Linked DNA regions of Mus musculus: regions 2, 3, 4, 5, 6 and 7 are each linked to region 1. A link is a contact called in public Hi-C, HiChIP or PLAC-seq and promoter capture Hi-C data. All regions are on one chromosome and are shown on one strand. Each heading gives the region's core, a stretch centred on a gene start, on an enhancer-like site or on the middle of the called end of the contact. The rest is flanking DNA. Distances are from core to core; before and after follow the strand shown. Region 1 holds the start of Creg1 (cellular repressor of E1A-stimulated genes 1). Region 2 overlaps Pou2f1 (POU domain, class 2, transcription factor 1). Region 3 overlaps Adcy10 (adenylate cyclase 10). Region 4 overlaps Pou2f1 (POU domain, class 2, transcription factor 1). Region 5 has its middle 25 kb from the start of Gm51750. Region 6 overlaps Pou2f1 (POU domain, class 2, transcription factor 1). Region 7 overlaps Mpzl1 (myelin protein zero-like 1).

Region 1 (3,474 bases), core at 465-2,964:
ATGTGCTCATGGTACCTCCTCCTCCTCTTCTTCCTCTTTCTCTACTCCTCCTCCTGCTCTTCCTCTTCCTCCTCATCTTCTTTCTCCTCTTCTTCTTCCTCCTCCTCCTCCTCTTTCATTCTTCCTCTTTCCCCGTCTCACCTACCTCTAATCCTTCCAATGACTGGCTGCAGCCAATTTTATTTAACCAATAGATGTAAATCAAGGAACAAGGTCTGTACAACAAAAGCTTGTAAGCATGAGAAGTCACTAATAGGGCTAGACTTTCTCATATAGAACCTAGCATTACAATACATAGCAAAAGACCAAACCTCAACACACGTGAATGGGAGAGAGAGAGAGAGAGAGAGAGAGAGAGAGAGAGAGAGGCAGAGACAGAGAGAGAGACAGAGAGACAGACAGAGATCAGGAGAAAGACAGAGTAGTGGGCCAGATTGGGGTGGGGGGCTAGCTAGAGGCAGACCTCAGAATATCTTTCCAGAAATCTCCTTTAGGAGTCTCACACCAGTCCCTAGAATAGAGGCTAAGCCTGATTTTTATATCATTTTAGAGGTGTCAGGAAGTTTCACATCCCATGATTTAGTTCATCCTGGCCTACATGACAGGGAGCTGGGTGCCACAGACTAAGAGGAGCTGCCAAGGAGCTGAAGGGGTCTGCAACCCTATAGGTGGAACAACAACATGAACTAACCAGTACCCCCAGAGATCGTGTCTCTAGCTGCATATGTAGCAGAAGATAGCCTAGTCGGCCATCATTGGGAAGAAAGGCCCCTTGGTCTTGCAAACTTTATATGCCCCAGTACAGGGGAACACCAGGGCCAAGAAGTAGGAGTGGGTGGGTAGGGGAGGGGGGGGTACAGGGGACTTTCGGGATAGCATTTGAAATGTAAATGAAGAAAATACCTAATATTTTTTTAAGAAAGAAAAAAGAGTAGCGGCTAAGCACGGACTGCTTCATAACTCTGTTAGGAAGAGAGAGAGCTGCAGAGAGGTGTGGCCTGATTCAGACTATAGGATGGGTGGGGCTTAAAAGATTCTAACAGTGGCCACAGTTTTAAAACGACGCAAACACGTTTGCATACATTTTCTAACTCCCTAGGGTAGCAGAATGAAAATCCTCCACGGGCTTGGAGGATCTGCCAGAATAAATGCATGAAACCACGAATTTAACCGAGCTAGATGACTTGACAGGTCTCAAATGGACAAGGTCAAAGTCTTGAGTGGGATACCGAAAACTAACAAAGTGGCTTTATCTGAAGACTCTTCTGGGCCAGGAATTTTTAAGTTCCTGCATGTCGGTATTTCTGTACTGTACTACATATAGGCTTGCTTGCTAACAGTCAGTAAACAGAAAAGAGCACACAGAAAACTCACGTTCTCTTAGATGCCAGGCAAGCATACTCAAAGACATTAAAAAGGAGGTGTGTGCGTGCATGCAGGCAGCTTTTTTCTAGCACTGTGACTTAGGAAGTTGCTTAATTTCTTCTAGACCTCATTTATCTGTCTGTAAATCAAACAAGCAAAACAAATATCTCTTTAGGGCAAATTCGCACTCTTCACAGAGCAGATCACAGGACACGGTGAACAGACCATATGCTTCTGGAAACTGGGTTGCACTGGAGCCACGCCCCCTCTTGCCTGCTCATCTCTGATTGGCTTTCTCGGAGGGGCGGAACAACGGGCAGGCAATAGTTACCCCGGCAGAGTTTGGTCGGTGGGCAGGGACTCCGCAGTCAGCGTCATGGCTGCCCGTGCTCCTGAGCTCGCGCGTTCCCTGCTTGCTGCCCTTCTGGCGCCCGCGCTGGTGGCACTACTGGTGTCGCCGGCCTCGGGTCGCGGAGGCCGGGACCACGGGGACTGGGACGTGGACAGGCGATTGCCTCCGCTGCCACCCCGCGAAGACGGGCCGCGCGTGGCCCGCTTCGTGACTCACGTCTCAGACTGGGGCTCGCTGGCCACTATCTCCACAATAAAGGAGGTGCGCGGCTGGCCCTTCGCGGACATCATCTCAATCAGTGACGGTCCTCCGGGAGAAGGCACGGGCGAGCCCTACATGTACCTGAGTCCACTGCAGCAAGCCGTGAGCGACCTGCAGGTGAGCGGGAGCGCGGCGCGGTTTCCCAGACCCGGCAGAGCAGGAAACCAGCGTCTCCAGTTTAGCTCGCTGGGGAGAGCGTGGGTCTTAGAGATAAGACTTTTGAACCCAGCTCACATGACTGTCTCTTCTGGCCTGCGCTGGCTAGGCGGAGGTTGTAGCATCCCAGATGTTGGGGAACTACCAGGAAGTTCCTACTTACCCTGTTACTGGTCTAAGCGCTTGGGGTAAATTCTTTGCCAGTACCTGGAGCACTTCACACCCTTCAGATAGTCAGGCGTCCTCTTTAGGCGCTGTCTCTGCATAAACTGCACTCTTGTGATCTAAAGGCATACAGATTGTTGGATAGTTTAGCGTTTGGCTTATGTGACTTCGGAGATTCTCTTCCCTACCTTTACCTATCAGCAGTGGGAAACTACTACACAGCATTATAGTTGACTGCGGACCTGGCTCTGCTTACAGCTCAGGTGGAAACAGCCTGGGAGGGAAAGGCCACACAGGAGCCCAGAAATGAAGCCTGACTCGGTGGAGGGTCTGTGGCAAAACTGAGAAAGCTTGGTGTCGTGGTAAACAGTGAGCCAAGAGACGCCGACGCTTTAACCAAGCCCTTGCCATGGTATGTGCCTAGGGCTTTTCGGTTCCACCTGTTTTCATTCATTGTCTCTTGTAGTAACTCTTAGAAACAGGCATGGCTATTCCGGGTTTACAGATGAAGACATGAGGTTAAGTAATTTGCGCAAAGCCAGGGGGCCAACCCTAGTTCACCTCAGACCCACTTGTCTTCAAAGCACAGGCCACAGGACTGGGACCCATGTGCTAGAATAGAAGAGACCCGTTTTCTTCAGCCTCCACAGAGTTCTGTATTGTTCTAAACAAATTTAAATTAGCTACTGCCTTTTAAAACTGCAATCCTAGGGGCTAGGGAAATAGCCCAGTTGGTAAAATACTTGCCATGTAGGCGCGAGGACCTGTATTTGGTCCTCAGTACCCATCTTGACAGCTTGCACGCACATGTGATCCTACACTGGCTCAACGGCTTGCACACACTTGCACACACGTGTGATCTTGCACTGGCCAGGTGGCTAGCTCCCTGGCCTGCCAGCCAAGCGGAGTCAGTGAGCTTCAGACCGCAGGGAGAGAGAGCCTGGCTCAAAAAGCCAGTTGGATGGCTCCAGCTTCTGAGGAGTGACCTCCAAAACTGACCTCTGGCCACACCATACACTCATTAATACCCAATGCACCTGTGGTGCACCTGCACTCTGCACGCGTGCGCACACACACGCAGGATAAAATTTTAGAGAACAAAGTCTATTGATTTGCTCTTTAAGTTTCTAACTCTTCTTGAAAAGGTTAAAGACCTAGCAGCACTGGGAGTGGGG
Region 2 (3,474 bases), core at 267-2,766, 220 kb after region 1:
ATGCGACAGTCACGGTACTATTAAGATCTTTCCTTTGAGAAAATGAAGTCCATAAAGGGGAGACTCTCATGTCAACTTCACACCCCTACCCCACATGCAAGTTTCCAAGGCCCCAAACCAAGCCCTAGAGAACAACTTTAAACAATTTTTAGACTTATTTATTTTGTTACTTATGTGTTAAGCATGGATTTGCTTCTATGTGTACCCCATGTGTACCTGGTACCCTGGGAAGTCAGAGAAGCCAGTGGATCAACTAGAACTAGAGTTACAGATGCTTGAGCAGCCATGTAAGTGCTGGGAATTGAACCAAGATCCTCTATAAGAGCAGCAAGTTTTCTTAACCGACCTGCCAACTCTTCAGCTTGAAAACAACTAATTTTTGGGTTTCAGGACCCTTTTAGGATCCTAAAAATTACTGCAAGGTGTTGGTAGATTTCTAAAATGGCCTCCACTGATACCTGACTCCAAGTATTACTGCTTGCTCTTGAGTGTGAAATGGATCAAGTAATATGCTTCTAATAACATGGCAGAAGGGAACATACTACTTAGGAAATTATGTTAATGATCAAGTGAGGATTCTTTGATAGATGAAAAGAATGCAGAAGCAAAGTAACACTTGTTTAATGTTAGTAACTCTTGAGCCTTGGATATCCAGACGGTCTGCTTTCAGTGTGACACCTCTGCACTTTTAAGTTCTTGTGGCCTAGTACTGAAGGACTAGTGTTACACTTCCAAGCTTCAAGTGTTTGGACCCTTAGCTCTTATTATTATGGATCCTAAGAAGCCAGAGCTCTTAGAAGTGTTCTGGAATTCTGCCAGCAGTTAGACAGAGCTTGCACCTTTTCAAACACCCCACTCTCTGCTGTCCTTTACCCTCTTTAATCTCAGCTGTTCACGCTCCACGCCCCAGCCTTCTACTATCTCTCTCCTGCACTGCTCACTGCTACTGACTATGACAGCGAAGGCTGAGTTGCTGGCTCTTTGTATTTTGGACTCAGCCTTCTCTAACAGAGATAAAGGCCACAAGTAGGTCAGTGTGGGAGAAAGAAAGGTCTGACAACTGTCAATCAAGTAGTTGAAATATCTGTGCCTGACAATTTTTGTCATCAAAAATATATATGTACGTTGAGGGGTGCTAGCTATGAAGACTAACCAAAAAATTAAGTCTTGTTCTCAGAAAAATGTCACCCAGTACTTAGTCCTCACCCAAATACCATCTGAGAGGGAAATGTCCTCTTAGAAGGAGTTGAGTCTTCCTAACCTACCTTGACTCAGTTACAAGACAATGGTTTCAATCTTGCTAACGTTCTTTCCTTGCTAGCATTCTCTTTGGCTCCTTCAAGGCCTACTCTAAGGAAGAAAGCTGTAGAAACCACAAAGGAAGGGAGGGAGGGCAGTTTCTGATCAACCAAGTACTAGATAAGAAGAAACTGAGGTCTTAAGTGCAACAGTAAGGAGAACTCCATCCATCAACAATCATGTGAGCAAGCTCGGCAAGCTCCCTCCCATCTGAACCTTCAGATAAGACTATAGTTTGGGCCAAAGCATTGCAGCCTTTTAAAAGGCTTAACATAGAGGACCCAACAAAACCATGTGCAGATTCCTCACCACAATGATCTGTGTCTTCCTTTTATGTCTATCCTTTAGTGGCAAAGATTCTCACACTGTTCCTACCCTATTCAGAGAGGATTTTAAGCTCTCTGAAGTGCTCTATACTTAGGATTCTCACAGAAAGAATGAGAAGGAAACTGGCAATACTATAAAGAACATGCACAAACATGCTCTGAGCAGGTGATTCTAACCATCAGCTATGCATAGATATGCACGGCAGAACAAAAAACTATTGTGTTGTGACTGCTGAGATAGCTATCTACTAGCTTAACATGTTTGTAGTGGTTAGGATACAAACACATGAGGCATGTCATAAAGAAGGCAGTCAATCTTACAACTCCCCAGAGAAAATAGTAAATATGTACACATTATCACATGAGCTAGCCTATATGCAAAATGAGGCATAAAACGAACACTTTGCTTCATTTTATATGCCAGGAATACTTTCAGGGGACTAAAGAACTTAACAAAACTAAGCTAGGCATGGTGGTGCACACCTTTAATCCCAGCACTTTGGGGAACAGAGGCAGGTAGGTGGATCTCTGTGAGTTCAAGGCCAGCCTGGTCTCTATACTGAGTTCGAGGACAGCCAGACTTACATAGTAATAGCCTGTCTTTAAAAGAGAGGGAGGGGGAAGATTCTAGTGTGCAGAAAATAAAAATTACATATAATCTTAAATATGGTGCTAACATTAATGTTTTAATTGATATAAGTTTTAAAAACAAAGAAACTTTTAAGCATAAAGGAATATGGCTACCATTATTAAACAACTAAATACACAGATATCATTACATAACATGATTTTCTATTATCCAGACTCAGTCTACCTTAAGCTAATAACTGAAGTTGTATGTCGATTAACCAAGCAAAAATTCATGTTGTCAACTTACTATAACAAAGGTTGCCTTCACATTCTTTTAAATAGCATAACTACTTTATCTGCTTAAGTGACTTTTTACTGACATCACTATGTACAAATCAGTAGTAACTAAAATAAACATTTCTGATTCCTTGCTTTTAAAGCAAAATACTTGGTTATTTCAACTACCCCCATCCCAGACAATTTGGAGTTGTGTGCAATAACACAAACAAGTTATAACAAATGTTTTGTTAGGTTACTGCTTGACATCATCCAATGAGAGATAAATAGTGAAACAAGAGTTAGGCTAACTGCTACCTCCTAGGTAAAAACTTCCTGGAACAATTTCATACAGAATCAAGAGTATCCAAAGCAAAAGATCTAAACTACACAAATCTCTATGAAAATAATGGTAAAGAACTCTAGAGAAGGCAATAAAGTAAGCAAAAGACAAACAGCAGGACATGGCAAAAGTGTATTAAAGGTATTTATAAACAAAGCAAAAACTAAATAGCAAAACATGGAGGAAGTTTGCTTTTTAAAAGGAATTTGTACAGGAACACAAAAATTGACAGCAAGCTTACAGGTACCTAGGAAACACCGATGAAGAAATGCACAGTTCTCTACCAGCTTAAACAGCTTATAATCATTTATTTGTGACCCGTGTATTGAAACAGGAATGGCAAAAATCCCTCCTTAACTATCTTGTGATTTAAAATGATGACTGTCATTTAATAAAATCACAAGCAGAAAACATACAATTACCTCTGAATTACACCCAGCATGCCCTCCAGCACTATTCTTTCCCTTAATAGTTTAATTTGTCCACTATTTCACCAAAAGTCATGCCTCAATTTCATCCCTTTTTTATAAATAAATTGTATTACTCGTGCATGTGAACTGGAGAGGTGTGCCTGTGCTGTGGCACACGTGTGGAGATGACAGGAAACTTTGTGGAGCCAGTTCTTGACTTCCATGTAATGGGACTCAGGCTTGAGCAAAA
Region 3 (3,474 bases), core at 547-3,046, 200 kb before region 1:
AACTCAGAGAGTGGCTTCCAGACCGCAGCTATCCTCAGTGCAACCACCAGCAAGCCACACAACCTCTGAGCTGTCTGTTTGCCCCATAAGATGAAACAGTTGGATTCAGTTTCTTTTGGTCCATGTAAAAGAAGTCAGACGCTACTGCAGGGCTATTGCAGCTGCAGAGTTTTCATTTGACCACCACGATATATGGCCATCCGTTGTGGTAGCGTTTTGCATGTTCACACCAGGAAAAGGGATTTGCTAAGAAGAAAGTTAGGATGTAATAAGTACCCAGGGACTTAGTTTTGACAGAATTTGTAGAACCTCCCCTATACAGTCACCCCCAACATAAAATTCTTGGACTATTAGAGAGTCTATTAACAGTCTATTCTCTTGTTTGTACTTTTCAAAATGGTTTATACATATTATGCATGCATTGTGTGTGTGTGTGTGTGTGTGTGTGTGTGTGTGTGTGTGTGTAGAATGATTCTTCAGAAGTAATTCTTTTCTCCTTGTTCTTCTCTAAGCATTTATATCCTGGGGCAACTTCCTCATTTTAAAGATTTGCTTAAGGAGTGAGTAACATCTCTTAAGTCTCCAATTATGTTTTAAATCAGTCCTTACTTTATCAAACAAACCAGCCAAACCAGCTTTCCTTTTTTTCTACATTACAAAAGCAGTACATAAGAAAGGATAATTCTCTTTCAAATATTCCTTTCTACCTTAACATAAGAACCTGCCAGGTAGACCTGTCCACCTTAACATAAGACCCTACCATGTAGACCTGATTGCACCCACCCCATCTTGTACTATGCAGCCATTCCTCCCCATGTGTAAGCAATTGCCTATACTTTCCCCCACAAATTAAAATGTTTGGATTTCATTTAAAGACTGTGCACAAGAGCGGCCACGGAGCTTATCCTAGAAGACCCAGTAAGTAGGTGGCAGCCACCTAGTTTGATTTCTGTACCCAAGCCCATGGCATTGCTCCGTGTTTAACAAACAAAGGGTCCTGGCAGGCTCTGAGCCTTTCATGCTGCGGTTCTTCCTCAGTCTCCCTCCTCCTCTCTCTGTTGCTGCCTTCACAGATCATCAAGGCTTACCTGGACTTTTCCCTGTACCACCACCTCGCTGGCTACCAGGGCGTGTGGTTCAAATATGAAATACTGGTCATGGAGCAGCTCCTGAACCTCCCCCTGAAAGGCGAGGCCATTGAGATCATGGCGTATACAGCCGACACACTGGGCCACATCAAGTTCTTAATGGGTCATCTGGACTTGGCCATTGAGTTAGGTAAGGGCCGGCAAGGCAAGAGAACGCATAAAGTCACATGTAGTACCCCAAACACAGCCTGATTGCTTTCTCCCCAGGCTCTCGAGCCCACAGGATGTGGTCACTTCTTCGGAATCCCAACAAATACCAGATGGTTCTCTGCAGACTGAGTAAACCTCTTTTCTTGAAAAGCAGGTATTTGCCCTAAAGCATTTTCCAAAGTTCGGGTTCTACTTTCCTTCCTGTTGCTGTGACTTTCCTTCCTGTTGCTGTGACTTTCCTTCCTGTTGCGCTCTGCCCAAAAGTGGGGAGGGGCGGGATGGTGGTGTTTACACTTCCAGGTCATAGTCCATCTTCGAGGAAATTTGGAACAAGGAACTCGAGCAGGGACTGGAACAGAAACCATGGCTTCTTGCTGGCTGGCTCTCTGTTTCCCTTTCCAGTATGTGATTAAGCTAACCAGCTCTTAGAACTGGAGATGGTGCCTCCTCCACAAGGCTGGGGCTCCCAGCATTAATTAATGATCAAGTCAATTCCCCACAGACATACCCACGGGTCAGTGTGATCTAGGCAGTTCCTCAACCAGAAAGCTTTCCTCTCCAATGAGGCTACTGGGTTGGCAACCACAGCTAATTATGGCAGGAAGCTGTTTGTGGGATTCTGGCTTATTTTTCCCTCTGGCCATGGCACAGGAAAGGAAGATACCGTAACTGATAACTGACATTTTATCATCAACATCACTTTTCCCCTGTTAATTCTCCTCCTGGAGTTCTTTTGTATTCATCTCTAATCTGGTTGCTCTGGCCAAGAGGGCAACCAATTATGCTTATTGCGGGGAATAGGACCTCCATTTCTGGTAGATAAAGGGGAAAGAAAAGGCATTGTGCATGCACAAACAAACAGCAATGAAGACTTGGCCACATCGGCCAGACTCTAGTCCTCCTAAAATGGAGGAGCCCTATATGAACAGTTTGGGGTGAGGACCCAGTTGGAGGCTTAGGTTCTAGTTCTGGGCAAGGGAAGATTTGAAGCCTATTCTAAGGTTGTATTCTATTGTATTTGGCTCTGAACTACTGTTCATGTCCAGGACTAACTAGACAAGGACTGAAGTCCATCCCTTCTTCTCACTCCTTTTAACATCTTCACCTCTGTTGCACAGATATAAACATTTGGTCCAGGTGCTGGGATGGTTGTGGGACCTTTCTGTAACAGAAGAGGACATCTTCAGCAAGGCATTTTTCTATTTCGTCTGCTTGGACATCATGCTTTATTCTGGTACGCGTGGAATTTATCCTGGCTTGGGGAATGAAAAGAAATCAGGGTGGATCTCCACACTGGAGTGATGAGGCGTCTCTCAGGACTTGGGCTTTGGACTTTGACTTTGAACTAGTTAGTGTTAAGGGATGGAGAGAGCCTAGTGATGTGATTCAAGGAGCTGGTTAATAATTACCAAAATTGTAAGGAAGCAATGAATGCTGGGTATGTTGGTACACACCTTTAATCCCAGCACTTGGGAGGTAGAGGCAGGCAAACCTCTATGAGTTCAAGACTATCCTGATCTATATAGTAAGTTCAAAGACAACCAGGGCTACATAGTGAGACCTTGTTTCAGGGCTGGGAGAGGAGTGAGCAGTGAAAAAGAATAATGAAATCTGGAGGAACCTTGTAGGTCTGAGCTGTCAGATCAATTTCTGATGGTTGATAGTCACTGCATTGTTTAACAATGTGCCCTTTACTGGGACTATTTAATTTTTTCAGGCTATCCTTAGAAGCTTCATGTTGATAACCATATCCAACGTATGACCTCCAGGCTTCATAGCCATGACTCCGTTCTGTTCTTGTTTGGTCTTTGTTGCTATGACTAAGCATGATGACCAACAGCAACCTGGAGAGGAAAGGATGTCATTCACCTTGCAGGCTGCAGTCAGGACAGGAGCTCAAGTCAGGAACCTGTACACTAACTGAAGCAGAGACCATGAAGGAGTGTTGCTTACTGCCTTGCTCTTGTGGCTTTCTTGGCCACAATCCAGGACCACCTACCCGGGGGGTGGCACTGTGTCTAGTAGGCTAGGCCCACTCACATCACTTCCTATAGAAGCAGATTCTCAATTGAGGCTCCTTCTTCCTAGATGACACTAGCTTATATCAAGTTGTCCGAAAACTAACGGGCACACAGTCTGACACAAAACAGTAAATCTACCTAAAACTTTATGAGAC
Region 4 (3,474 bases), core at 370-2,869, 190 kb after region 1:
AGGTCAACTACTGCATATAATAAGAATGCACGGTGAAGAAAGAAAACTATACAAAACTAAAATAGCACAGTAGTCTCCATTTTTTCTTTTCTATAAAGCTCTTCAAAATTAGATGACCCTATTATTATTGATGTATAATCTTCACAAGGTGTATTCTATAGGAACAGGATTTCCTACTCTGTCCCCAGAAGATGGAGAGTTTACACACTGCTTACAGGAGATGCAACAGGGTCTATGTAGAAGAAAAGGAGCAGAAGTCAGAGCATTGAGCCATTTCTCACTTAACCAATAATAATTTCCATCACTTTTAAGTAAACAACCAATTTATGAAATAAAAGAATTGCTTTAAACACTCCAGGGACTGCTTCAGATTAGGACCGCTTCGGATTAGAAACATTCAAGCAACTTTCAATTACTACAGAAAGTATCATTATTTACTACAATTCAGATATTAGCTTAGAGATGTATACAGTTTAAAACCAGTAGAAATGTGAAATCATTAATCAAGGAAATAAAAATGAAAGAAGAAAACTTACCCTAGCACCCTAAATGAAAAACAGGATAGTTGGAGGGCAGATAGGAATAAATACTGAAGAATCTGGCTTGAATTTGAAGTAACTAAGAATTTACTATCTCCACAAATTTCCACGGCAGAATGTGTGAAGTTGGTTAATTAAAAGCATTTACTGATTATTATAAAAATAAATACAATTAAGCACTTATGCATTTCTTACTGTTTATTAAATCTCCTTCATAACATAAAGCATGGAGGACTACTTCCCAAACTATAGAAAAGGGCTGCAGAGATGACTCAGTGGTTAAGAGCACTTGCTGCTCAAATGGAGGACCAAAGTTCAGATCCCAGCATCAGCGTATAAGCCCAGTGATCTGTAAATGTAAATGCCCATTACTCTGAGGAACCTAACCTCCTTTTGGCCTTTGCAAACTCACTTGTGTGCCTGTATAAATGTGTGCATGCACTCACATACACAGAAAAACAAAAAATAAGTAAATAAATAAGATCTTTAACTACATAACACTAGGGGACCAAAGAGGTCGTCTTTTAGTGGTTAAGAGCACTAGCTGCTCTTCTTAGAAGACCTGGGTTCAATTCCCAGCACCTTCATGGTAACTCATAAATAACTGAATGAAACTCCTGTTCCTAGGGGTCTGACACTCTCTTCTGGCTTCCATTGGCCCCAGGCACAAATGTGATATACAAGCATATGTGCATGTGCAATACCCATAAGTTAAAGAATTATTATTCATGTGCTGATCTTAAATACAGAACATTAAACTAGAAAGGTGGTCCAAAGGCTTGCCAAACAAGCATGAAGACCTGAGTTCAAATCTCAGAACTTCTGCAAAACTGACACATGTTTTATGTGTCTGTAATTTCAAAATTCCTAAAGAGAGATGGAAGGCAGAGACAGCAGCACCCCAAGAAGCTCATGGGTCAGCTGGCCCCCAATACAAAGCAGTGAACATGGTCAAAGGTGAGGACCAACACAAAAGCTGTCCTCTGACTTCCATAACCCACATACGCACATGTACTCATATTACACACACACACACACACACACACACACACACACACACTTTTAAAACATTTTTTAAAATTAATCTTGAAAACATGGGACAGTACTTGAAATTTTTTTATCCTAGCAAACTATAATAACTAGCTACTATAAAGCTCAACATCACTCTTGAGTCTAACTTTTTAAACACAGCAGAAAGATAGAGGACCCTAAAACATTCCTAACCCCATTTCCAAAAGAGGAAGTCCTTCTGGATTCCACTGGTTTTGCTACTTCTACAATGTTACTGACTTTCATTTTGTTTGGCTTTGTTTTTTTTCCCCTTGTAAGTAATCACCAGTAGTCACAACTGTGACTTCCTTCTCTAGTCAGTAGTATCCACAATCATTCTTTTCTAACTCCAGTTCTCATCTAACAGCTATCTTTCATTCTAACATTCATTGGCAAACTACCATACTCACAATAGCATAAACATTCCCAGAAACTAGCATTTTCTGGGAAATAATTATACAGAGCAACAACATTAGGCCTTGTGGACCCCTAATCTGTCACTCACCTTCCCATTTTTTTAATATCATAAATATAAAAACTAAAGCTGGTCCCAGCACTTGAGAGTTTGAGGCCATCTTAATCAACATAGTGAGATTCAGGCCTTGGCCACACTAAAAAACCCTGTTAAAAGAAAAATAAAATAAAATCCATTCCTAGCTCAAGGTTTTTTGTTGTTGTTGTTGTTGTTTTGTTTTTTTTTTAAATAGCCACAGTGTGACAGGCATTAACTAGTTTCTTCTCACAAGAACAATCATGTAAGTTCTTTTATCATTCAATTTTACATATGAAAAATAAAGAAAAGGGTATTGGGTAAACTAAACTGCTCAGCAGCACCTGACAGTGGAATCTAACCGTAACATAGTACTCCTAAGTCTCCCCTTGAGAGCCCCAAATGTCTTAGTCTTTGGGTTTACTGTTCTTCAGTAAAGTAATACAAAGCTTTCTTAAATTTATTATTTTATTGTATCAGTTACCTAGCACGATATACAGAAATTTATAAGGCTGCTATTAAGAACTGTATTGGCCCCATACATATGTAGCAGCTTGGTCTTCAAGTGGGTCCCCCAACAACTGGAGTGGGATCTGTCCGTAAAGCTGCAGCCTGTCTGTGGAATATGTTCCCCTAACTGTGCTGCCTTATCTGGCCTCAGTGGGAGAGGACGCTCTAGCCCTGCAGAGACTTGATGTGCCTGGGTGGAGGGATACCCAGGGGGGCCTTTACCCTCTCAGAGGAGAAGGGGAAGGGGGATAGGGAAGGGACTGTGTGGGTGGTGGATCAGAAAGGGGGGGCAGCAATTGGATATAAAGTGAATTTTAAAAGTTTAAAGACTTCCTGTCATATGGGGCATTGAACTATATGCAGATCACCTACATGGGATGGAAGGAGTTCTCTCATGTCTCCTGGAACCAGGGCTCCTGTGGAAGTTACTGGCCCCTCAGCCCCCACAAAAGAAGCATGGCTAGAAGTCAAGTAGACAATGTCCCAAGCTTCTGACCTTCATGCTAAACTCCTCCCCAGTTACCTAGCAACAATAAAGATAACAGCATACCATAAGAGGGGCTACTTGGCCCCTCCTCACTCTCTTGCTCTTACTCCCCTTACTCTCTTCTCTTCTCTCCTCTCCCTCTCTTTCCCTCTTCCTCTCTAGCCTTTCTTCTCTCTCTCCTTTTCCCCCTTCTCTCCTCTTAGCCATGGCTGGGGTCTCTCTCTCTCTCTCTCTCTCTCTCTCTCTCTCTCTCTCTCTCTCTCCCTCTCTCTCTCTCTCTGTGTGTCTGTCTGTCTGTCTGTCTCTGTCCATCAAGGCCCACTGCGCTTACTCTCACCTGCGTGGAAACCTCTCTCCCTCAGCCCTCTCTCCCATAACCCCAGGGCTACAGGGTGTCG
Region 5 (3,474 bases), core at 375-2,874, 180 kb before region 1:
TGTCAGCACCCAATCCCCAGAAGCACATTTTACCTGGACCCCCAGTGGCCACACCTACCAGAACCCCAGAGGAATTTCCCACCAAGCAACACACACCCATCACACTCAGGGCAACAGAAACCTAGGAACAAAACACCCACCCAACAAAGACTGGACCATATATCGGGACCTAGAATTGTAACCTTCCCAATCCCAGATGCACAAAACTGCCATAGCAGCCAGGACAATATACCTCCACTAGAGGCCAGCAGTCCTGCCACAGAGGCTCTAATATACCAGCATATCCGCAATCACAAGAAAAAGGCCTTAAAAACAGCCTTTATGAATATGACAGAGGTCCTTAAAGAGGAAGTGAATAAATCCTTTAGGGAAATCTAGGAAAACACAAACAGTGGAAGAAAATGAATAAAACAGGTCATGACCTGAAAGTAGAAATAGAATCAATAATGAAAACCCAAATGGAGAGAAATCTGGAAATGAAAATTTTAGAAACTCAAACTGGAACCATAGAGGCAAGCTTCACCAACAGAATACCAGAGATGAAAGAGAGCCAAGCACGATGGCGCAGGCCTTTGGTCCCAGCACTTGGGAGGCAGAGGGAGGCAGATTTCTAAGTCTGAGGCCAGCCTGGTCTACAGTACAATCATTTACGATAATCAAGTAGGCTTCATCCCAGAGGTGCAGGAATGGTTCAACATATGTAAATTGATCAATGCAATTTACCATATAGATAGTCTTAAAGACATATACTCCATGATCACATTTGATGCAGAAAAAACCTTTGACAAAATGCAACAACTCTTCATGATAAAAGTACTGTGAGATCATGGATACGGGTCCATACATCAACATAGTAAACATCATAAAGCACACAGCAAGTCCACAACCAACATCAACTTAAATGGAGAAACTCAAAGCAATTCCACCAATATCAGGAACCAGACAAAGCTGTCCTCTCTCTCCATATCTGTTTAGTGTAGTACTTGAAGTCCTAGCTAGAGCAATAAGACAACTGAAGATGATGGGGGAAGGGGGATTTAAACTGGAAAAGAAGTCAAAGTACCTTTATTTGCATGTGATATAAGTGGTCCTAAAAATTCCATGGGGCCTGCAGCTAATAAACATCTTTCAGAGGTAAAATGAATTCAGCACCCTACCCAAGAAAGAAAAGAGGGAGCCAGGCAGTGATGCTGCACGCCTTTAATCCCAGCACTTGGGAGGCAGAGGCAGGCGGATTTCTGAGTTCGAGGCCAGCCTGGTCTACAGAGTGAGTTCCAGGACAGCCAGGGCTACACGGAGAAACCCTTTCTCAAAAAAAAAAAGAAAAAAGAAAAGAAAGAAGAGAGAGAGAGAGAGAGAGAGAGAGAGAGAGAGAGAGAGAGAGAGAAAGGAAGGAAGGAAGGAAGGAAAGAAGGAGCGAGCGACAGACTGAAGTAGAGAAGTCTACGGTGAAGTTTAGAAAGCGTATGTTCTACATGTCTGGGCCCAGGTACATCTATCTGATTTTACAGATGACCCATAGGTTTTACAGGGATGCTGAACTTGGTTGCTGGTCTTGGCTACGTCACAAGCCCTGGGTTTGGGCGCATCTTCGATGTGGCCAGCAGATGGCAGCACTGGACTTGGCTGTGGCCTCAGGAGCCTTTTCCAGCAGAGCTCTGAGCTGTAGCTTCTGCATGTCTCACCCACAGGAAGCTTCCACCAAGGTGCTTTCTGGAGCAGCCCGCCCAGAATTATGTTTAGGAGAAAGATGTGATAGGTAATCCGTGACGACTTTAGGAACAGAGAAGAGAAGCATTATCTTTGTGGGTTTTGTTTGACCCCACCCCCACCCCCATGCACCCTTGAACCTTACCTACTCTGAACTCCTGTAGAGCAAAGATGCTCTACATTGTCTATCTAGCACTGAGCCCAGAGCTAGGCATATAGTAAGTGTTCGGGAGCTGTCAAGTGATGGATGTATAAGGAATATTTGCTCTTGCTCTTTCTTATAGCGGCCCTAGGGACCTGGTATTTATTCAGTGAGTGAAATGATGGTCTCAGGCCCTGTACCATGAATACAGGAATGAGCCAAGAAACAATCCAAACCGTGGCATATGACATAGACCTGAAAACTCACTGGACTGGATCCAGCGGTTGAGTCTATGCCCTTGAGGGAAAGCTCTTTGTGCCTCAGTTTCCTGGTTTGTAACATGGAGATTTAATCGTAGCATCTTAGTCTTTCTGTAAGGTGGTGGTTGTGTGTCAATGCTGGCAAACAAGCAACTAAAATACAGGGCACCTGCTGCACACACCCTGATGTGGCCTTTAGAAAGCTGGTGGGAGCTAGCTGGGAAGAGGTGTGAATCGGACAGAAGGCCTTCCCAGGCCAGCACACAGCATTTGGTCCTGGAACTCTGGAGCACTGGGTCCCCACCCCCAGACACCAGCTGGTCTGAGGAGACCCACTGAACAAAGGAGCCTTGTGGGCCATCTGGCTTTAGGTCTGGGACCCATCAACACCATCCAAAATAGGAGTCTCAGGATGACCACTGAAGGACATGTATGGACCATATTTCTGTTTTAGAAAGTCTTACGGTCGGCTTTTATATGTGGTACTAAGGATCTAAGAATCAAAGGATTCACACTGGCTGAGCAAGTATTCTCCCACTGAGGTGGATCCTGCGTCCAAGGCCACCCAGGTTTCACCAATCACTCTCAGAGATGGAAGAGATCTGGGCCAAGATAGACACAGGCAAATCGTGTCACAAGCTGGAATTAGGGTGGCCTGCCAAAGAGAAGTGATTGAAATTTAGGTCAGGGGTGCTGATCTGCCGGGTAGTAGGAGACGGAATACACTGATATCAGAGGTGGGGGAACTTTTCTGGAAGGGTACTCAAAGAATCAGATACAGCTAGTTGTCAAGTGAACAGGGGGCTACAAAGTTGCGAGGATATTGCCATTGCTCGCTTTGCCCCTGCACGAGAAACCCCGGGTTTTCAACCCTAAATCCCACCTTCCCTGGAGCTGCTTCCTCATGTTAACGGTAGCAGCCTTTGCTCGTCATGATTTTACTGTGTGTAGCAACCCTGGCCGCTTTCCTTTGCTATATTACCCTACAGCTCAGCCTGGAACTTTGTAGTCAGACTGATCCTCAAACTCCAAGAAATTCCCCTGCCTCGGTCTCCTGAGCGCTGGGCTTATCATGCATGGGCTGTCTCACCTGGCTGTCCCCGAGTCACTCATATTGTCAGTGCTACTGAACATCTTTCTAAACCTTACTCCCATGGCTCTCATCTTTGTCCTCACCGCTGCTAAAAATCCAGTTCCTTTACGCCTAACCCAGTTCTGCCCTAAGTCACGTTATTAATCGCTTCCCCAATATCTGATTTCCATCCTTTACCTGTGTAACTGGCAGGGTAAGCGTCCCAACGAACAAACAAATCCCTGTGCTGGTCTATGATGAAATTCCGAAGCCTGTATCATAAGGCTTCC
Region 6 (3,474 bases), core at 682-3,181, 160 kb after region 1:
CTTAAACTACATCATAAATCGAATGGGCTTAACAAATATGTACAGAATATTCCAACAGTAGCCTTAGGTCAAAAAAGTAAGCCTTAACAAATAAAAAAAGGAGACTAAAGTAATTTATTGTGTCTTATCTGATAAAACTGAAATAAAACAACTCACAGCAAGAAAAACTATGCCAACTACAAGTACTAAAAAAATAAAGTGGCTTTCTGGTTTGTTTGTGAAACAAAGTCTCTTGTAGTTCAGGCTGTCCTGAAGCCTGCTACAGTTGAGGATGCCCTTGAATTCCTTCTAGCCTCTACTTCTGAAGGGTTGGAATTACAGGCAAGAGCCATGACATAAACATGACATAAGTGTTAAAGCCTTCTGTGTGCTTAAAACCTTAGCACTGAAGGTAGAGGTAGATAGATCAGGAGAGTTGGCTGGACAGCCAACCTGGCCAAAACAACAAGTGCAGTGAGAAGCCTTTCCCATTGTAACAAGGGGGAAAGCAGCTGAGGAAGAAACCTGATGTCCTGCTCTGATCTTTACATGAGCATGTATGAGAATCCCACATCACACTAGTGTGCATGCAACACACAAAGCAAGATAGAAGATCAATTCCAATTCCAATGAAAAAGAAAGCCAATGTAGTAATACTGGCTAAATTAAAGTCTCTACAAGAATGTAATTCTGTAATTTTGGGAATGACTAAACAGAAAAGGGTCTGGAGATCATACAACATACCATAATTTGAGAGAGAGAGAGAGAGAGAGAGAGAGAGAGAGAGAGAGAGAGAGAGAGAGAGAGAGAGAGAGAGACTTGGTACATCTTTCTTTAACTTCATCTTAGCTTTTATTGCTTCTTCATGCTGAGGGTAAAATGCCAACCACCATTATGTTTAACTGTAACCCATTCTTCAATGGGCAGCATAAACTCTACCTCCTCTAATGATGTCTTCCATAACACTTTCTTTCCAACTTGGAAATACATTTTTCCTTATACTGAATTCTCATGAATCACATACTTCTTAAGGAATAGTCTCAATGTTGACTGCTTATTTTTTATATGTATTTTTCTGTAAAATGAATTTGATATCAAAATCATTATCTTACTGCACTGCAGTGAGTCCTCTGGGTGCAGTAGGCACCTGGAGTACTGGAGACCACAAATGCAGTTCTCCTGTCTTCTTCTCAACTTTCTTACAAAGCTAACCATCTGTTCTGTGTACTGCTGCCATCATGTGTGTGGTGTGTATGCATGTTTCTATATGTGCATAGTTCACTGCACATGAGATTGATGTTAGGAATCATACTTGATCACTTCCTCCATATTCACTGAGTAGTCTTGCTAGCCAGCTTGCTTAGAGAAAGCTCTACCACTGCTTTTCAAGGCTGGACTTACAGGCAAGCCACAACAACCATCAACATTCATGTGGCTTCTTGAAATGAGAACTCTGGTTTCTCCCCCAACCCACTTGTTTTAATTTGTACACTTTCTCCCTCAATGGTGGTTCATTTTACCTTGCCTATAAGTGTATTTAAAAATTCATTAAAAGAAATAATCAACAGAACAAACTGACACCCTACATACAGAATGGCAGAACATCTTTATATCACACTTCAGACAGAGGGCTAATGTTCAGAATTTACAAAGAGCTGCAGAAGTCAAATACCAAGGAAATAAAACTGCCAATTAACAAATGGGCAGATAAGCTAAATAGATAACTTAAGAAAAGAAACAAACAAACAAAAATGGCCAATAACTATTTTTAATGTGTTAATATCCCTAGCCAACAGGGAAATAAGAATTTAAACTACTCTGAGATAAGACCTCACCCCAGTGAGAATGGCTGCCATCAGTAAGTACGACAAATGTGATAGAAGATGTGGTGACACTACTGTTGGGAGATATGCAAATTAGTGTAGTCATTGTGGAAATCAGCTTGGAAATTTCTCAAATAATTAAAAATAGAACTACTACATGATCTTACTCTGTCACTCCTGGGCCCATACCCACAACTCCACAATCTATCATAGAGATATTTACACCCCTTGCTGCTTTATTCACTAAAGCAAGAAATTGGAATCTGGTCTGTCAACAGATGAATGGCCAATGAAAATATGATATATAAAACGAAATTCTATAAAGTTCTAACGAAAAATGTAATCACAAAATGTGCAGAAAAATTGATGGACTTTGATTGTGTAATATTAAATGACGTTACCTAACCTCAGAAAGAAAAAAATACATCATCTCCCTCATGTGGAAACTAGCCAGTTATATGCAAATAAATGTACATGGGCCATGATACCACATGTAGAAAAAAGAAGAAGAAAGGTTATGGGGGTGAGGGAAGGACTGACTGAATGTAGGAAACAGATACAAATACAAGGGATACGAAGCTAATTTCTTTTCTAACTCTGCCACGGATTTTTTTTTGGTTTTGATAGCTGATACCGCATAAAAATATATTAGATAGTGAAGTATAAAATTCAACGTGAAGGAAGCTTAATAGCTTCTGTTCTGAATGTATAATCTAATGGGATAGAAAGAAGTTCCTTGAGTTGTACAGTCTTTTGAATCTATTTTGGTGTGTTGTATTTATTTCTTTGCAACTCCTCCCAAGTGCTGATTCTAAAGTCATGTACCACACTATACCCCACTTAAAAAATAATTTACGAAGGAAGGAAGGAAGGAAGGGAGGGAGGGAGGGAGGGAGACAGGTAGGCAGGCCATTTAATAACATTATGTTGCTCTTCTATGCTTGATCTTGGATAACTCACCATAAACTATCCAGAACCAGTTTTGTTAATGTCTTGGCTTTTGGTAGATTGTTAAGAAGACTGTGAGTCTCATCTGTTTGTACCAAATCTAGTAATAACACCTATAACATTTTACATATAAGACAGAATCCTGAACAAACCTGAATCACAAATTTTCTGTGTGCATATGAAGATTGTCTGTCTAAAATGCATGGTCAGAATGCCTGACCTTCATACCTCTCATTACCCTTAAAATCTTATAAAGCAAACTCTTAGCTGTGATCATTTTAGGAAAAAGAGGTCGACACAACTGTCTCCTGAACCTATAAAGTTTTAGACTTTGGTTTTATATAATATTCAGGGCTCCTTTCTTTAAAATCTGGACTTTTTCATGAACTACAAAAACAAACAAACAACCCCCCCACACACACAAATTACTAAACAAATGAAAAAGAGCAAACAGTCTATATAGTTCACTGAATTTTAAAATGAAAACTAAAACAGGCATAACATGATCTAAATAAGCTACTATTTTCTTTATCATGGCACAAATGGTGTCACTGTGTTTCACGTTTTCTTTTCTTGAGGCAAGCAAGGTCTTGTTATGTAGTCTAGCCTGGCCTGAAACTCAAGATAATCTTCCTGCTTTAATTTTCCAACTGCTGGGCATAACCCATTACATCCTACTTTAAAACAAAACAAAAGAAAACAAAACAGAACAAAAACCCGTAAT
Region 7 (3,474 bases), core at 601-3,100, 150 kb before region 1:
CGTTCTTGCTTTGAGCCCCTAATCAGGCTTCCCTTCATGGTGAACTGTTTTGGTCATAGTATTTATTATAGCAAAAGGAAAAAAGATGGAGGAGGAGGAGGAAGAGAAGGAAGAGTCGGAAGAAGAGGAGGAGGAGGAAGAGGAAAGAAGGAAAGAAAGAAAACTAAGCCACAATGTATTAACTCTGAGCCTTAAAACACTTTAAAATGACTTTTCCTGTTGACATCAGGGGAAAGATTATGGCCTACATATAAAACAAAAATTTAATGAATAAAAAGACAAAATGCTTATCAAGTGTTTCCAAACTCCATGAACTTACGTCCAAGGCTTACATAAACAAACGTCTGTGTAAACCCTGACACAGTAACAGCATCGGCACATTTCCCCCTTTGTTTAACAAGCAGCAGAAAACTTTGCTGAGTTATGCTGGGGCTCAAAGGTCAAGAAAACAAATAAACAACCCAGAAAGAACTCTTCAGTTACTGAGCCCTAGAGACTAGGGCTTCTAAAACGCACTGCCTTGCCAATTTATCTTTGAGCAGTGACTTTGCCGTTTATAAAGAGCATGGAGACTGCCTCAGATGGAAAGACACCTAGAGAATCCCTGACCGGCAAACACAACGCAGCAAGGTCATTTCTACAAGAAGCAAACAATACCCACACTTGATGTGCTTATGGTTTAGATGGAAAGCCAGGACATTTTAGTAAAGATCAAAAGGAAAATACAGAGTATGAAAACAACAAAGAAATGAAGCTTTGTTTCTTGGGTCTGGCAGCTGCTCAGGCAGACTCTGACCCGGCCATCTATCTAGCTGAGTCCCCAGCACGAGTGCCACACCACCCAGCCTGAAGAAAGCAAATTGAGACCCGGTTAGACAAACATGGCTCGTCCAGGAGGTCATTTCCTGACATGGCCTGTTCCAATACTCTGAATTACGAACGTAACAGGAAGTGAGTGAGGCGGCCCAGTGACCTTATTACTCCAAATAAACTCAAACTTGTAAAACCACTGGAAATATACTGGATAGCATAGTTGTGAGTAAACAAAACACCCCCACAGCCCAGGCAGACAACGATCCTGAAACAGCTTTTGGTTGAGACCATCCTCGTTCTGTTACTGTTACAAAGGATCCTGTTAAGGTTTTCCCTGTCATTGAAAGAAGGCGGTTGCTTTAATCCGCAGCCTCCCACCCCCACCCCCAGCCCCACCCCCACCCCGGCAAGCACTTTGAAGTTGCCAGTATGGCCTCTCATGAAAGCGTATAAATCCATCTATTTAGGAACTGCTCTCTGGCCTATGCTTCATTGATTTTGTTGGAACATGGTGATGGGCTAATACTATCTGCTAAGACAAGCCCTCATGTGACCTTTTAAAAGAAAAAAACAAAACACTAAACACAAGGTCATTCAGGAGGAGTTTACCGCTGGGCCACCACGGTGGAAGGGACAGGTGCCTGGGCTCTTACTCTCTATTTACCCCATGAGCTGTGTTCTTTCTCTGCCTCCCCCCCCCCCCCCCAAACATTTTATGTTTCAGGATAAAAACTGAGGGAGAGCCACGTGGTGGTGGAATGCTTTAATCTCAGCACTCCAGAGACTAATGCATGTGGATCTCTGAGTTCGAGGCCAGCCTGGTCTACAGCGTGGTTTCCAGGATACCCAGAGCTACACGGAGAAACCCTGTCTCAAAAACCAAACAACAAACAAAGTGAGGGAAAGACATTAGTAAGAAGGGGAAAAACATCTTTTTTCAGTCCCAGAATGTTCCAGGCAAAACATTCAGTAGTACCCACTGTGCCTGAACAATCTGACTGGCTAAGCAGAGCTTGGTCACGTGTGTCAGCAGCGACTGCGCAGGTGCAGAGCTGCTTGGCAGCGGTTGGTGGCCAGAGGCCACTGAGAGCTCAAATGGGCTCCTTTCTTCCATGCGTCAGGGTTGCTATTTTGGAACCCTCTTAGCTGAATGACACAAAGTCAGGGACGGCTACAGAAATATACTCCATTCAGTGAGCCTGAAATCCTCATCAAGTGAACTTTCCACTCGCCGGGAACACACTCCTTCCTCTGCACGCTGTCTGAGCCTCTGCTTCAGGCTTCAATCTCAAAATGACTTCCTTCCCCCACACTTGGTGATCCCATGACATCCTGTCCTTCCCTGGGCACTTCTCCCATTGTGCTCTGTGGAAAGGACAGCTGTCTATAGCCATCAGAGGGCAGAGGACGGGTTCTATGTTCACTATTACACTCTTGACCTGACAGTCGCGTGGTCCCTTCTCAATGTGTTCAGGTGTTGTTTGATGCTGGGGGTGGGGGTGGGGGGCACAAAATGAGAGAACTAAGGAAAGAAAGAACAAAATATACAACGTTCTGAGTGCTTCACAATAAAGGTTTCAAGATTTGAGTTGGAGAGATGGCTCAGCGTAGCACTTAAGAACCGTGGCTGCTCTTGCAGAGGACCTAAGTTCAATTCCCAGCAACCACATGGTGGCTCACAACCATCTATAACAGGATCCGATGCCCTTTTCTAATATGTCAGCTACAGCATACTCATATAATAAACAAACAAACAAGTCTTTAAAAAAGAAAACCAAAATCATTTTTTTTTTAATTCAAGATTTGCAGGGGTGGTGGCGCACACCTTTAACTCCAGCACCCAGGAGGCAGAGGCAGGTGGGTCTCGAAGTTTGAGGCCAGCCTGGTCTACAGAGTGAGTGAGTTCCAGGACAGCCAAGGTTAGAGAGAGAAATACTGTCTTGAAAAGCCAAACAAACAAAAAAATCCAAGTTTTAAAACACCATCATGGTGGGGCGGGGGTGGAGGGTGTCTATAGAGATTACTCGGGACAATATCTGTTGGCTGGAACTGTCTTGAAGGCAGCATCTACAGGTCTCCTCCAAAGGGAATTTATCTATCGGAATCTCAATGTAAGGGAAACATCCATGTACTTGTGGGAACAGGCAGGATTCTCCAGTCTCAGGGCCAATCCCTACCATTCACACCCATGTCCAGCTGGCCACGTCCCTAGCCTTAACTTTTTTTCTGGACCAACAAAGATTTTTCTGTTGCTGAAATGAGAAATATTCACAAGGTCCTAAATCAGGCCAGTCACTGCACTGACTATAAGTCACTTGACTATAAGGCCTGGAATGGCTTCTCTGTCTCTCTCTGTGTGCACTGTTCATCTCTTTCCTGTGACTGAGTGCTTTTTTCCAATCAAGCATTCATTCTTACAAGTCTATGCAGGAAGCGACAGCCTTGTGCAGACAGACAAACATGCACAGTCCATCAGGGAAGGCCCATTCCCTGCATCTGGACTCCCAGGGAGTCATGTGAGGATGTCCCACAGTGAGCCTTCACTAAAGACCAAGAACTCAATGCAATCACGCAGGCAATGCACAAGCCATTCCTGCCCTCCGCTTGCCCTGTAGGACCAGCAGGTAGGATCCAAGCATGTCCTCAGATTTTGGCAAAAAG

The links. Promoter capture Hi-C pulls out the DNA fragments that hold promoters and counts their contacts. A called contact is a pair of places that touch in the nucleus more often than the background predicts. HiChIP or PLAC-seq counts read pairs in DNA pulled down with a chosen protein or histone mark.
Region 2: a contact with region 1 is called in a promoter capture Hi-C map of the HPC-7 cell line. The contact joins the enhancer-like site here to the promoter of Creg1 in region 1. A contact is called at or near these places in 21 of 39 promoter capture datasets (the 3T3-L1 cell line, 3T3-L1-derived adipocytes, the C10 cell line and 15 more), 2 of 15 datasets of contacts at CTCF or cohesin (CD8 T cells and the NIH/3T3 cell line), 85 of 484 Hi-C or Micro-C datasets (3T3-L1-derived adipocytes, the AML12 cell line, B cells and 56 more), 20 of 115 datasets of contacts at active chromatin or transcription factors (the 230-238 cell line, CD4 T cells, the HPC-7 cell line and 16 more) and 3 of 9 other capture datasets (adipose tissue, liver and pancreatic islet).
Region 3: a promoter capture Hi-C map of trophoblast stem cells shows a contact between it and region 1, with 2.1 times the contacts expected there. The contact joins the enhancer-like site here to the promoter of Creg1 in region 1. A contact is called at or near these places in 1 of 39 promoter capture datasets (trophoblast stem cells), 1 of 484 Hi-C or Micro-C datasets (ventral hippocampal neurons) and 1 of 115 datasets of contacts at active chromatin or transcription factors (embryonic stem cells).
Region 4: a promoter capture Hi-C map of the HPC-7 cell line shows a contact between it and region 1. The contact joins the enhancer-like site here to the promoter of Creg1 in region 1. A contact is called at or near these places in 5 of 39 promoter capture datasets (the HPC-7 cell line, cancer-associated fibroblasts, cranial neural crest and 2 more), 2 of 15 datasets of contacts at CTCF or cohesin (the G1E-ER4 cell line and large pre-B cells), 89 of 484 Hi-C or Micro-C datasets (B cells, the C2C12 cell line, CD4 T cells and 55 more), 11 of 115 datasets of contacts at active chromatin or transcription factors (the HPC-7 cell line, PVALB interneurons, the SCID.adh cell line and 8 more) and 3 of 9 other capture datasets (adipose tissue, liver and pancreatic islet).
Region 5: a contact with region 1 is called in an H3K4me3 HiChIP or PLAC-seq map of bone marrow-derived macrophages, with 2.7 times the contacts expected there. The contact joins the enhancer-like site here to the promoter of Creg1 in region 1. A contact is called at or near these places in 10 of 39 promoter capture datasets (the C10 cell line, the HPC-7 cell line, HPC-7-derived erythroid cells and 6 more), 23 of 484 Hi-C or Micro-C datasets (B cells, the BV-2 cell line, the C10 cell line and 17 more), 8 of 115 datasets of contacts at active chromatin or transcription factors (the HPC-7 cell line, Th17 cells, bone marrow-derived dendritic cells and 4 more) and 3 of 9 other capture datasets (adipose tissue, embryonic stem cells and liver).
Region 6: a Hi-C map of B cells shows a contact between it and region 1, with 9 read pairs. The contact joins the enhancer-like site here to the promoter of Creg1 in region 1. A contact is called at or near these places in 4 of 39 promoter capture datasets (the C10 cell line, the HPC-7 cell line, cranial neural crest and 1 more), 1 of 15 datasets of contacts at CTCF or cohesin (large pre-B cells), 2 of 484 Hi-C or Micro-C datasets (B cells and ventral hippocampal neurons), 2 of 115 datasets of contacts at active chromatin or transcription factors (the HPC-7 cell line and fetal liver) and 3 of 9 other capture datasets (adipose tissue, liver and pancreatic islet).
Region 7: a promoter capture Hi-C map of liver shows a contact between it and region 1. The contact joins the enhancer-like site here to the promoter of Creg1 in region 1. A contact is called at or near these places in 3 of 39 promoter capture datasets (liver and pre-B cells), 2 of 484 Hi-C or Micro-C datasets (embryonic stem cells and liver), 2 of 115 datasets of contacts at active chromatin or transcription factors (the SCID.adh cell line and embryonic stem cells) and 3 of 9 other capture datasets (adipose tissue, liver and pancreatic islet).

Annotation. Positions count from the first base shown.
Region 1 is chr1:165,762,044-165,765,517 of GRCm38.p6, forward strand. Creg1 (cellular repressor of E1A-stimulated genes 1) reads left to right here and starts at 1,715. Exons shown (of 4, transcript NM_011804.3): 1 at 1,715-2,095. The coding sequence starts at 1,742.
Region 2 is chr1:165,984,480-165,987,953 of GRCm38.p6, forward strand. All of the region lies in intron 1 of Pou2f1 (POU domain, class 2, transcription factor 1), which reads right to left. Among named protein-coding and RNA genes, the nearest start is that of Pou2f1, 16 kb to the right of the region's middle. Within about 2 kb of position 1,517, at least 50 of the 459 cell types and tissues checked have an H3K27ac peak or open chromatin away from gene starts, as enhancers often do. A contact at or near this core is called in CD8 T cells, the G1E-ER4 cell line, the HPC-7 cell line and 9 more, where this site is marked.
Region 3 is chr1:165,562,850-165,566,323 of GRCm38.p6, forward strand. It overlaps Adcy10 (adenylate cyclase 10), which reads left to right. Exons shown (of 34, transcript NM_173029.3): 27 at 1,074-1,278; 28 at 1,356-1,452; 29 at 2,417-2,532. Among named protein-coding and RNA genes, the nearest start is that of Gm51750, 5.4 kb to the left of the region's middle. Within about 2 kb of position 1,797, at least 9 of the 459 cell types and tissues checked have an H3K27ac peak or open chromatin away from gene starts, as enhancers often do. A contact at or near this core is called in trophoblast stem cells, where this site is marked.
Region 4 is chr1:165,956,527-165,960,000 of GRCm38.p6, forward strand. All of the region lies in intron 1 of Pou2f1 (POU domain, class 2, transcription factor 1), which reads right to left. Among named protein-coding and RNA genes, the nearest start is that of Pou2f1, 44 kb to the right of the region's middle. Within about 2 kb of position 1,620, at least 5 of the 459 cell types and tissues checked have an H3K27ac peak or open chromatin away from gene starts, as enhancers often do. A contact at or near this core is called in the HPC-7 cell line and bone marrow-derived macrophages, where this site is marked.
Region 5 is chr1:165,582,112-165,585,585 of GRCm38.p6, forward strand. No RefSeq gene overlaps it. Among named protein-coding and RNA genes, the nearest start is that of Gm51750, 25 kb to the left of the region's middle. Within about 2 kb of position 1,625, at least 13 of the 459 cell types and tissues checked have an H3K27ac peak or open chromatin away from gene starts, as enhancers often do. A contact at or near this core is called in bone marrow-derived macrophages, where this site is marked.
Region 6 is chr1:165,925,825-165,929,298 of GRCm38.p6, forward strand. All of the region lies in intron 2 of Pou2f1 (POU domain, class 2, transcription factor 1), which reads right to left. Among named protein-coding and RNA genes, the nearest start is that of Pou2f1, 75 kb to the right of the region's middle. Within about 2 kb of position 1,932, at least 11 of the 459 cell types and tissues checked have an H3K27ac peak or open chromatin away from gene starts, as enhancers often do. A contact at or near this core is called in B cells, where this site is marked.
Region 7 is chr1:165,616,416-165,619,889 of GRCm38.p6, forward strand. The region is part of intron 1 of Mpzl1 (myelin protein zero-like 1); the gene reads right to left. Among named protein-coding and RNA genes, the nearest start is that of Mpzl1, 16 kb to the right of the region's middle. Within about 2 kb of position 1,851, at least 112 of the 459 cell types and tissues checked have an H3K27ac peak or open chromatin away from gene starts, as enhancers often do. A contact at or near this core is called in the SCID.adh cell line, adipose tissue, liver and 1 more, where this site is marked.